Regions from separate parts of the Canis lupus genome. Here region 1 is linked to region 2. The links are chromatin contacts, called in public Hi-C maps. All regions are on one chromosome and are shown on one strand. The core of a region is the stretch at or near the end of the contact, and the rest is flanking DNA. Distances in the headings are between cores, read along the strand shown. Region 1 has its middle 26 kb from the start of WNT8B. Region 2 has its middle 12 kb from the start of PKD2L1.

Evidence for each region. Hi-C and Micro-C count contacts between places; a contact is called where the count stands out from the background.
Region 1: a contact with region 2 is called in a Hi-C map of blood, with 5 times the contacts expected there. The contact joins two enhancer-like sites. A contact is called at or near these places in 5 of 9 Hi-C or Micro-C datasets (amygdala, blood, liver and 1 more).

What each region holds. Positions count from the first base shown.
Region 1 is chr28:13,347,822-13,352,467 of UU_Cfam_GSD_1.0, reverse strand. No RefSeq gene overlaps it. Among named protein-coding and RNA genes, the nearest start is that of WNT8B, 26 kb to the left of the region's middle. Within about 2 kb of position 2,312, at least 2 of the 20 cell types and tissues checked have an H3K27ac peak or open chromatin away from gene starts, as enhancers often do.
Region 2 is chr28:13,273,518-13,278,665 of UU_Cfam_GSD_1.0, reverse strand. No RefSeq gene overlaps it. Among named protein-coding and RNA genes, the nearest start is that of PKD2L1, 12 kb to the right of the region's middle. Within about 2 kb of position 3,580, at least 2 of the 20 cell types and tissues checked have an H3K27ac peak or open chromatin away from gene starts, as enhancers often do.

The DNA of each region.
Region 1 (4,646 bases), core at 1,063-3,562, 75 kb before region 2:
CAAGGGGCAATACCAACTCAGAGGTGTGTTAGCATCTTGGGACTGATTTCCACCACAGTCCATCCTCCCTGAGACCTGTATTCTGCAGAGGAAGCGCTAAGGCCCCACTCCCGAAGGGCTATATATATATATATATATATATATATATATACACATATATCTTGTCATGTGAGCTAGGGGTTAAAGTGAAGACCCCTGTGCTCCACATCAGGATCCTGCCGAGTAGCCTAGGAAACTGCACTTTTTATATATGCTCCTGATTATCCTATTGCTCACCAAAGTCTGAAAACTCATGCTCAGGTAAGTTCCATCTATATCATTCTAACAGCTAGAGAGAAGGGGGCGAACGGAATTAGAGGGGCACCTGGGTGGCTCAGTCGGTTGAGCATCTGTCTTTGGCTCAGGTTGTGATCCTGGGGTCCTGGAATTGAGCCCCACGTTGGGCTCCCTGCTCTTTAGGGAGCCTGCTTCTCCCTTTCCCTCTGCCACTCCCTCTGCTTGTGCTTGCTCTCTCTCTGTCAAATAAATGAGTAAAATCTTTTTTTAAAAAATATTATTTATTTATTTATTAGAGAGAGAGATAGAGAGAGAGAGAGAGAGAGAGAAGCAGGCTCCATGCTGGGAGCCTGACGTGGGACTTGATCCTGGGTTTCCAGGATCACACCCTGGGCTGAAGGCGGCGCTAAACCTCTAAGCCACTGGGGCTGCCCTAAATTAGTAAAATCTTAGGAAGAAAGGAAGAAAGGAAGGAAGGAAGGAAGAAGGACGTGAAGGCAGAAGAAGAAAGAAAAGAAAGAAAGAACAATAGAAAGCCATAAAAAGCCCACGACAGAAGAAAAAGAAGCACAAATCCCGAAAGAAGCACAGAAGAAGAAAGAAAGAAAGAAAGAAGAAAGAAAAGGAATTAGGATAGATGAATATAGTTATTGTGTCTACCTGTGCCAGTTCTGGGGTGGGAAGCACACTTTCCCCTACTGTACTTTCTTCACAGGTTCTTAGAGACAAGGCCAGCAGTTCTCTTTAAAACAGCGCTTTGGGATGTGGAAAAACCATGAACATGGAGAGTCATTAGATGACACAGGTGCTTAAGACAAGTTCTAGAGATCAAGGTGGCAGGTTACTGCTACTATTAATAAATTATATTTATTAAATACCATGTACCAGGCAGGTTGCTAAGGACTTTAATCTCATTGGAATTTTATAACAGATGTCAGAGGCAGGTATGACCACCTCCTATTATAAATAAAGGTTCAGAAAGGTTAGATTACCTTTTTAAATGTCCCATCATTGATGACTTGTTAAATGAGGAATCAAACTCAGTTCTGAATGATGCCAAAAATAGCCAGATCGCCCCTGTTCCCTAACTGGGATGATTGGTACATAAAAGGAAGACAGTGGGGGGCTGGTGCTAGGGAACTATGAATCTGCGGAGTCAGAGTTTTTGCCAAAATTGGGCAAGAGAAAATGCCAAACAGAGGTCTGCTTAGTAAGCGTCTAAAAGATACAGATGAGTTTACTCATTAAACAGTGCTCTTATTTCTTAGAGAAATCACTGGCATGGAATAGATTCTCACCATTTGCTGTTATTGAACTGAAAAATAGAAGTGCTATTTGCAGAGTCCTGCAAGAACTGATTCCTCTTAGACTATTTTTTCTCTTCCAAATTTTGTGTAGACGAACCACCACTGATCTTCAGGAGAGCTTTTTAAAGACAGATGACTGGACCCTTCCTCAAATTTATGAGTCAGAGTTTCTCTGGGTAGGATTGAATCTGGGAATTGGAATCTTTTAAAGTGTTCCCCCTGGTGATTCTGTTGGGCAGCCAGCTTTGAGAACTATTGAATTAAATGATCCAAAATGAGATACTCGGGTTAGGGAATGACTTTCTTTACTGCAATGGATCTTATTTGAGGTGCTAGGGAAGTTCTGTCTGGCAGAAAGAACTGGCTTCCTTTCTTAACCTCTCCCACTTCCTAATCCCTTGTGCCCCCACCCTGTACTTTCTCTTCCCTGTCCCCGGATTTTTCTACCCTAAACTAGCTGGAAAGTGACACTGAGAACAGCAGCGCCACATGGTGGAGAAAAATAATCTAGTGCTACAAAAAGTGCAGGTCGCTGTCGTAAAAAAAAAAAAAAAAAAAAAAAAAAAAAAAAAAAAAAAAAAAAATCGCTAGGGCTGCAATTGCCACTTTGTCCTGCAGAGTGCACCACTTCCTTATGTTTTTAGGTGAGGAAGTTTCTTTCCCTTACCTGTGGGTGGATCTCAGTAAACATCCCCTAGAAGGCATGGAGTGGAACATCCTTGCCAGATCAGAAATCAAAACCCTCCATGCTGTGAAACTAGAATAAACTTGGGAGACACTCAGTGCACAGGCATGCACAGGCCTTCTGCTGAGGTTAAAAGTCAACCTCAATGACAGTCTTGGTAGGGATGAGACTATGGTAATCCCCAAGTCAATGTGTGACTTTATAAGAACTGTCTGGGTGCCTGAGCGGCTCAGTCGGTTGAGCATCTGTCTTCCACTCAGGTCATGATCCCAGGGTCCTGGGATGGAGCCCCATGTCAGGCTCCCTGCTCAGAGGAGAACCTGCTTCTCCCTCTGCCCCTCCCCCTACTCGTGCTCTTTCTTTCTCTCTCTCTCAAATAAATAAATAAAATATTTTAAAAATATATAAGAACATGTATATGTGGGGTAGTACCTGATATAAGATATGTCTCGTAGTTATATTTTAAAATGGTACATATAAGTCAGGCATTAATAGATCAAGCCTCTTGTTAGGTGATATTTCCACCCAATGACACATGGGTTTATATTGGTGGAACAGGTTGGATCACTGATCATGCATCTTTTGACTGATTCTTACCAGGCTAAGTCTCTTTCTGTCTGTCTCTTTCTTTCACACACATACACTCACATTTTTCTGATACTTATATTCAGACATGTTTTTCCAAGGCTTAGTCATGTTTAGTGACATCTAGCTACATTAATACCATAAGAAAAAGATGTGCTAAAGTTTATATAAATCCACCAGTCTACCTGATTGCATTACCTGCTTGTTTTCTAATAGCTGTACATAGGCTACAGAGTTCAGAGGTAACTCTAGAAGTCTTCAGACCTCTGCAGATTTGCATAAGATTTCCTGGTAGATGGTGGCATGACTTTGTTTCTCTATGACTGAGTCTTCAGCCTCTAGGTTTTCTCAACCAAGGGTTTCTAAAGTTATCCTGGTAGCCAGGATAGCATGGCTTAGTGTAATGGTTTCCTCATAGTTTTGTTTGCTCTGACAGTTTGCTGTCTTCCTACCTAGAATGTAAGCCTTTGACTGCAGGCTCAAAGCCTAGATCTCTGATATCCCTCAAATTCTCGCTTCACACATTGTTAGACGTGCTCTACTTGCTCAATATAAATGTTTAGGTTGGATGATGAGGAAAGGTGTGTTGACAGAGCAAGAAGTAAAGGAGAACCAGGAGAAAGAGAGAAAGAGAAAAGTAATGTTTCTAAAAGACTGACTTAACTGGCCAGTGAAAGGAAGTAGTTGAGGAAAAGAAAAATGGAAATAAAGAGGAAATTAGAGTCTAGTTGTTGATTTTTTTTTAAGTGAAAATGGGATTATAAATGATAGTAATTTATACTATACTATACATACCATGAGAAGATGTTCATGGTCAGTATAGGGAGAAGTAAGACTTCCTCACCAGTTGAAGACCACGTGGAACGGTACAAGGAATATCCTGTAAAAGAAAGTTGTAATTTCCAGGATGGGTTCAGATTGGTGGATGAGTCTGCAGATTTAATAGGCCACATTTAAAATTCTTCCTGAATGTTACAATCAAATATTGAATACCAAAATCATTTTAATCTTGCTTTATTATTTTGTAAAGTTGAGCCGGTTTAGGGCGCCTGGGTGGCTCAGTTGGTTAAGGGGCCAACTCTTGATTTCAGCTCAGGTCATGATCTCAGGGTCCTGGGATGGAGCCCCGGGTCATCTGGCTCCCCATCAGTGGGGAGTCTTCTTGTCCCTCTGCCCCTCTCCCTGCTAGTGCTCTCTCTCTCTTTCAAATAAATAAAATCTTAAAAACAAAAACAAAAAACAGTTGAGCTAGGTTAGTGTCCACTAAGATTTGAAAGATTTCTGCTTTTGCTTTAGCTTCTTAAATATAGCGAATGAAAGAGAAATACCTTGGGGCACTTGGCTGGGTCAGTCAGTACAGCAAATAATTCTGGATCTTAGGGTCTTGAGTTCAAGCCCAATGTTGGGCATAAAGCTTAAAAAAAGAAAAGAAAAGAAAAACAGACAGCCTCAAATGACAAGTAGTCTTGCTGACACTCTCACCCGTGAATTACATTTTCCAGAGAACCTTATTCTATTTTAATACTTAATAGATATTTGGAATTTAGAAAGCATTAAGATTTATCAAAATATCAGCATACTTGGAAAATTGTTGCTTTATTTCTTCTTTTTTTTCCTTGCTTTTTAATTGCATGTATACCTTATAGAGTACATCTGGAGTGTTCTAAAGCAAAACTCAGAATTTTATTACTTTATTCATATCTATTTCTTGTTTAAATAATTGTTTTTTTCTGTCTCTGAAGTGATTATTTTGGTAGCTTTTTATATTGTTTGAGGGAAGAGTGATCCATTGA
Region 2 (5,148 bases), core at 2,331-4,830:
CACTTGCCCTGCTGCCTTTATTTGATCTTTGTCTCAGAGGGACACCTGATGGAGGGAAGGCTGAGTGGTCAGAGGACTCTGCTGCAACTTCCCACCACTGATTGCACCAAGAGGTTGATTGTCTGTCAAAATTCCTCTCCCTGACAAAGAAAGGACAGGACTCCCAGCAGGTCACAGTCGAAGGAGATGAGGGGGACTGCTATGCCTCCCGAATGTGCAGGCACTTCTCAGAGTGGCATCAGCCTCCCTATAATGACCTCATGGCCCCAAGCATGGCTTTGGGATTCCCAATGTAAGCAGCTCAGTGAGGGGGGTAGACTTCCTTGGGAAGCCTGGAAGGGGAGCCTTCCAGGCAGGAGGCCTGGGGGGAGGGAGGGTAGCCCCCTCCCACAGCTTTCCTGGGCCTTCAAGAGGAAAAGGCCTGTCCCACCTCCTGTGGCTGTGACTCACTCTTTGCTGCCAAACCAGCTGCTACATCTGTCAAGACTGGGGCCAGTCCCTCCTTGACTGTGACATGGCCTGGCCAGGGGTTCTGAAGTGTGTGGCACACACTGTGTGCTGGTCTCTGCTTCCTGGACTCGGGCTGAAGACCCCACGTCCTGGGCATCATGATACTGACCCTGCATTGCTTTGTGGATGATCAAAAACTCACAGTTTGTAGGTTTCAGGTTCTTTCCCCAGGCCATGGTCGGCAAGGGGATGAATGACACTCTGGTTATAAGCTGACACTCGGGAGGAGGGAAACTAGCCAGATCCCAGAGCCTGTTTCTGTTTTCTAAAGATTTTATTTATTTATTTGACAGAGAGAGAGAGAGAGAGACAGAGAGAGAGAGAGGGAGGGAGGGAGCACAAGGAGAGGCAGCAGGAAAGGGAGAAGCTGGTTCCCCGCTGAGCAGGGAGCCCTATGTAGGCTCCATCTCCAGTCCCTGAGAGCATGACCTGAGTGGAAGGCAGGTGTTGAACCTACTGAGCACAGTGCTCCTCAGAGACTGTTTATTTTTTCCAATTTAGTTTGGATTTGTTCTTTCAATGCCTTGTTCCTCCATTCTCTTCTGTGAAACGGGGGCCAGCAGACTTGGCTCATCATGTGCTTCCCTCCCAGGTGGGAGGTCAATATATCCAGCTCTGGTCTCCCAGGTGTTTGGGGCAGGATGAGGTCCCCTGTGATAGGCTTTCAGCACACGAGTGACCTTCATCCCAGGAAATCTTGTGTGAGTTTCATGAATGCTGATTCAGGACATGGACAGGCCCCAGCACTGGGGACAGTTTTGGCCTCCCTCTTCTCTTTTCTTGACCGGTTCAGGGAGAGGGAGCCTGGGGACACATCCATGGACGCATGGCACATCGGGTTGCAGAAGGGAAGAGCAGGATGGAGCTGCAGCTCAGTGATAGGGTCCGGTGGTCTTTGTGGAACCCCTACCTTGTGAGTCTGTGACTGTCCCCAGCCAGATGTCAAATGGGGATTGCGGAGCTGAGGGCAGGTGTGCTCGCAGATCTTCATGCAGCCTGGACAGCCCACTGGACCTTCCCTTCCTTTTGCCCTTCCAGGCTCCCTGCAAGGACAGGCCAGCAATACCCATAAGGCTCTGAGCCTGGAGAGCAAGGCCCACAGAAGGACTGGCTGGGAATCCCAGAGGCACTCAGGCACTCACAACTGTCCCCTGGCCCAGCTGCCCCCTGGCTCTGGCCTTCTTACCTCATCTTTCCTCACCCTTTGACACTTTAAAACACAGATCTAAGTCAACTCTGAGTGTACATAAGTAAAGATAATACATTCCCCTGACCTAAGTCCCTACCCCATGACCCATAGGTCCCCAGGCCCCTCTCTTCCCCCATGACCTATAGGTACTAGACCCAAGCCTCCTCCCTGACACTGTGGCTTCAGCCCCCCAGGTCCTGAGATTAAAGTGTCAGCTTGCTCAAATAAGCAAGCACACTGAGACAAGTTGGGATCCAACCAGCCCCACGTATTTGTCCATCCACACTGCCCATGGCATCGTGGCAGCCGGGCAGGAGGCCAGCACTGTACACAATGTCCTCACAACTCTGACCTCAGGCTTTCCCCCGGGATATAGTCACTATGGGGAAGGGATGCAAGCCAGCTCCTGCATCTGGCTCAGCATTTGCCTGGACCGATTTCTGTGCCAAGAGATGGGGAAATGAACCTCTTGGGCTTTGGAATCTTCCCTGTCCCTTGGCCCAAGCTGAGTCACAGGTAGCAGACATCCAGGATGGCTAGTGTGAGTGGACTTCCCTCCTCCTTCCCAGAGGAGAGGGGCCCAGGCTGGTCTGCCCTTCTGGATCCTGTCCTGGCACCACTGGTTTCTGGATGTGCTTGAGTGAAATAAGGGTTGGGGCTCTCAGACCTCCATGACTATATTGGTTCTCTCCTTCAGGGGATGGTTATGGAAACCACATGGCCTGAGAGGCATAGTGGCAAGTGCTGAGGCTATAAGGAGCTCTTGATCTTGGATGAGTCACATGGTGGAGGATATCCTTATGAGTGGACGATGGCGTTTGGCCCAGAGTGAGAAGAGGCACACACAAGAACAGGTTGGGAGAATCAGAGAATTCTTCTTAGAGGAGGTGGTGGTGCTATATCCCATGAGGGCATTAATAGTGAAAGTGTAGTTGGGCAGCGATTTGTTTTTGCGTCCAGAGGAAGAATGGAGACCTCAAATGACACCCCACTGACTAGGTGTCTAGAGCATATCTTCTGGGCTTGTGCTTACATGTTCTGGTGTGTGTACTAGAGGAGGGGCCTCCACCAGGCCTAGTATCTATTCTCAGGACTTGTGGTATGTCTGCAGATGAGATTGCTTGATTTGGAAATCTTAATGTCTTGGGGCATAATATGTGACCCTGGGAGCGACAGCCTGGGTGAGATCCCAAGGACAAGAAAGTCACAGGACCTGACCAAGTTGGAGATTTCTGTGTGGCCTGATCTGCTACAGGGCATCTTTCCCTATTCTGGGAAGGCAGCCTCACACCTAGTATTCCATATAGATGTGCATCACAGAATCCAGGGCAGTCAGATACAGACCCAGCATCTCCCACCACAAATGAGCTGAAGGAAAGTCTTTCTTGTCCTGATTCTGCTCTGATCGTAAGTCTAAGATGAGAGGGGCTGCCCGTGCCTTTCTTCTGTGGTTAGAGAGAGCAATGCCCCCATTTGCTTCCCTTAACCTCTTAAGAGTGTCTTGAGGATATCACAGCCAGTGGTATAAAATCCGAAACAGGTTTCTCCCCCCCACACGTGAAAGGTCCAGAGCCTTAGCCATTCCTATCTCCTCTCCCCCAATCCCAGTCTTCACTTTGTTTCTCTCTTCCTCTTTCCTCCCTTTCCATAGCTCCCTGCAGACCCCTGCCAGAAATGCCCCTCAACCCCTTAAACCTTCCCCTTCAATCTAGTCCCATGCCAGAGAGCACAGACAGTTTTCTCTCCCATAGCCTTTCCTTTGCCTGATAGTAACCCCTTCCACAGCTGATGTCACCTCTGCCCTGCAGTGACACAGCAGCTGAGCTGGGCAGAGCAGGGCCACAAGGTCCAGAGGGCAGCTGGCTGTGTCCTGAGCCAAGCTTTCCTCTGTGTCCTCTCCACTAGCCTCTTCCAGCCAAGAGTCTGCTGCTTTCCCATTCTGTCCCTCCAAACCAATGTGTCCACCTGGGGATTGAGTGTTAACTGTGCCTCCATGTGCCCAGCAGAAGGTCAGAGCTGTGCTTTGCATGGGGGGCAGAATGGAGCCAGATTTCACGGATCCCCCCCTGGGGAGCTCAGCTCACAGATTTCTAAGAGAAACAAGACAAAGCATATTAATCAAGTGGACAAGATAGTATCTGATAATGGCAGAGTGAAAACACGTCAAGTGGAATACAGGTTCAGGAAATGGAGAGAGACCCTTCCTAATAGAGATGCCCTAGAACTGGTTAGAAATAGATGGGCTTGGAACAGACTCATTTAGCATCTTTTCAGTGCCTACTTACATGCACTGTGCTAAGTGCTTTTACGGTCTATTAATATTTACCCCTATATTTAGTCTTATTTTGCAAGGCTCAGAAAAGTTGTGCTAGCTCGGGGTTTTGGGGGTACGGTGTGATATGGTAGAAATAGTACCCTGCTGGGTGTGTGTGGTAGGTACTTCACAGATTGTCTAGCAAGGGGTTATTTCCGAGCACAGAACAAACATGCTAAGCTGAGAGTGAGTAGGAGACTTGATGGTCCCATCTCTCTTCTGCCCTCCCACCACTGCTCCCATGGTCCCATCCAGGCTCCATAAACCCTGAAACCTAAGGTCTGGCCCCTGGGCAAATTACAGTCTGGAAGACCCTGTGGTCACCCAGAGGCATCTCCCTTCAACTCCACCTCCCACTCCATTTTTCTTCTCTTTTTTCCCCACCCAGGAGGGAAAAGGGAAAATCTCATGCTTGTCTTCAGCTTCAGCTTACCATTTAAGGTGTAACTTAATATAATCATGGTGGATTTCCAGGCTATTTCTCTGTTGCTCCCACTTCAGAATTTGGCTGGATTCTCTTTTAAAGCCTAGAGTTATTGCTGTTTATTTACCTTGGGGACTCTGGATTTGCAATGTCATCTGGTCCAGACATGCTCTTGCAGAATTGTTGGTTTCCTCATGACCTCCTTTTAAGCAGTAGCCTAGAGAGCCAGCTGAATTCATCCCATCCCTCCCAAGCCTGTCTTTTAGCTGAGAACCAGCCAGGGAGAGAGAGGAGCCAAATCCAGAGCCCCATATATAGTAGGCCCCAGCCCCAAGAGCACTCAGGGAGGCCCACAGGGGCCATTGACCCAGTCAGTCCCTGCCAAGCTGGGTACCCAGTAGTCTTCTCCCCTAACACCCTCCTTACCAAACCTCTGCTTTCCCTAGACAAGTGCCAGCTTCTTCATTCTGACCTCCCCACCCCCGCCCGGGTCTCTGGACCACCTGACAAAGCTATGGCTGCCCCAGCATGTACTTGATCTTGGCTGAGGCCAGAACCATACTGCCAACCACTCAGGTGCTTGGGGAAGGTCACCTGAGGCAGTGGGGGCCCCAGTAAAAAGATGGGGGCCCGGTGCTGGCCTACTAACTTCCTGCCAGGGCAGGCTGGCACCTGAGCCTGTACTTCAGGACTAAAGTCAACACACAGCTA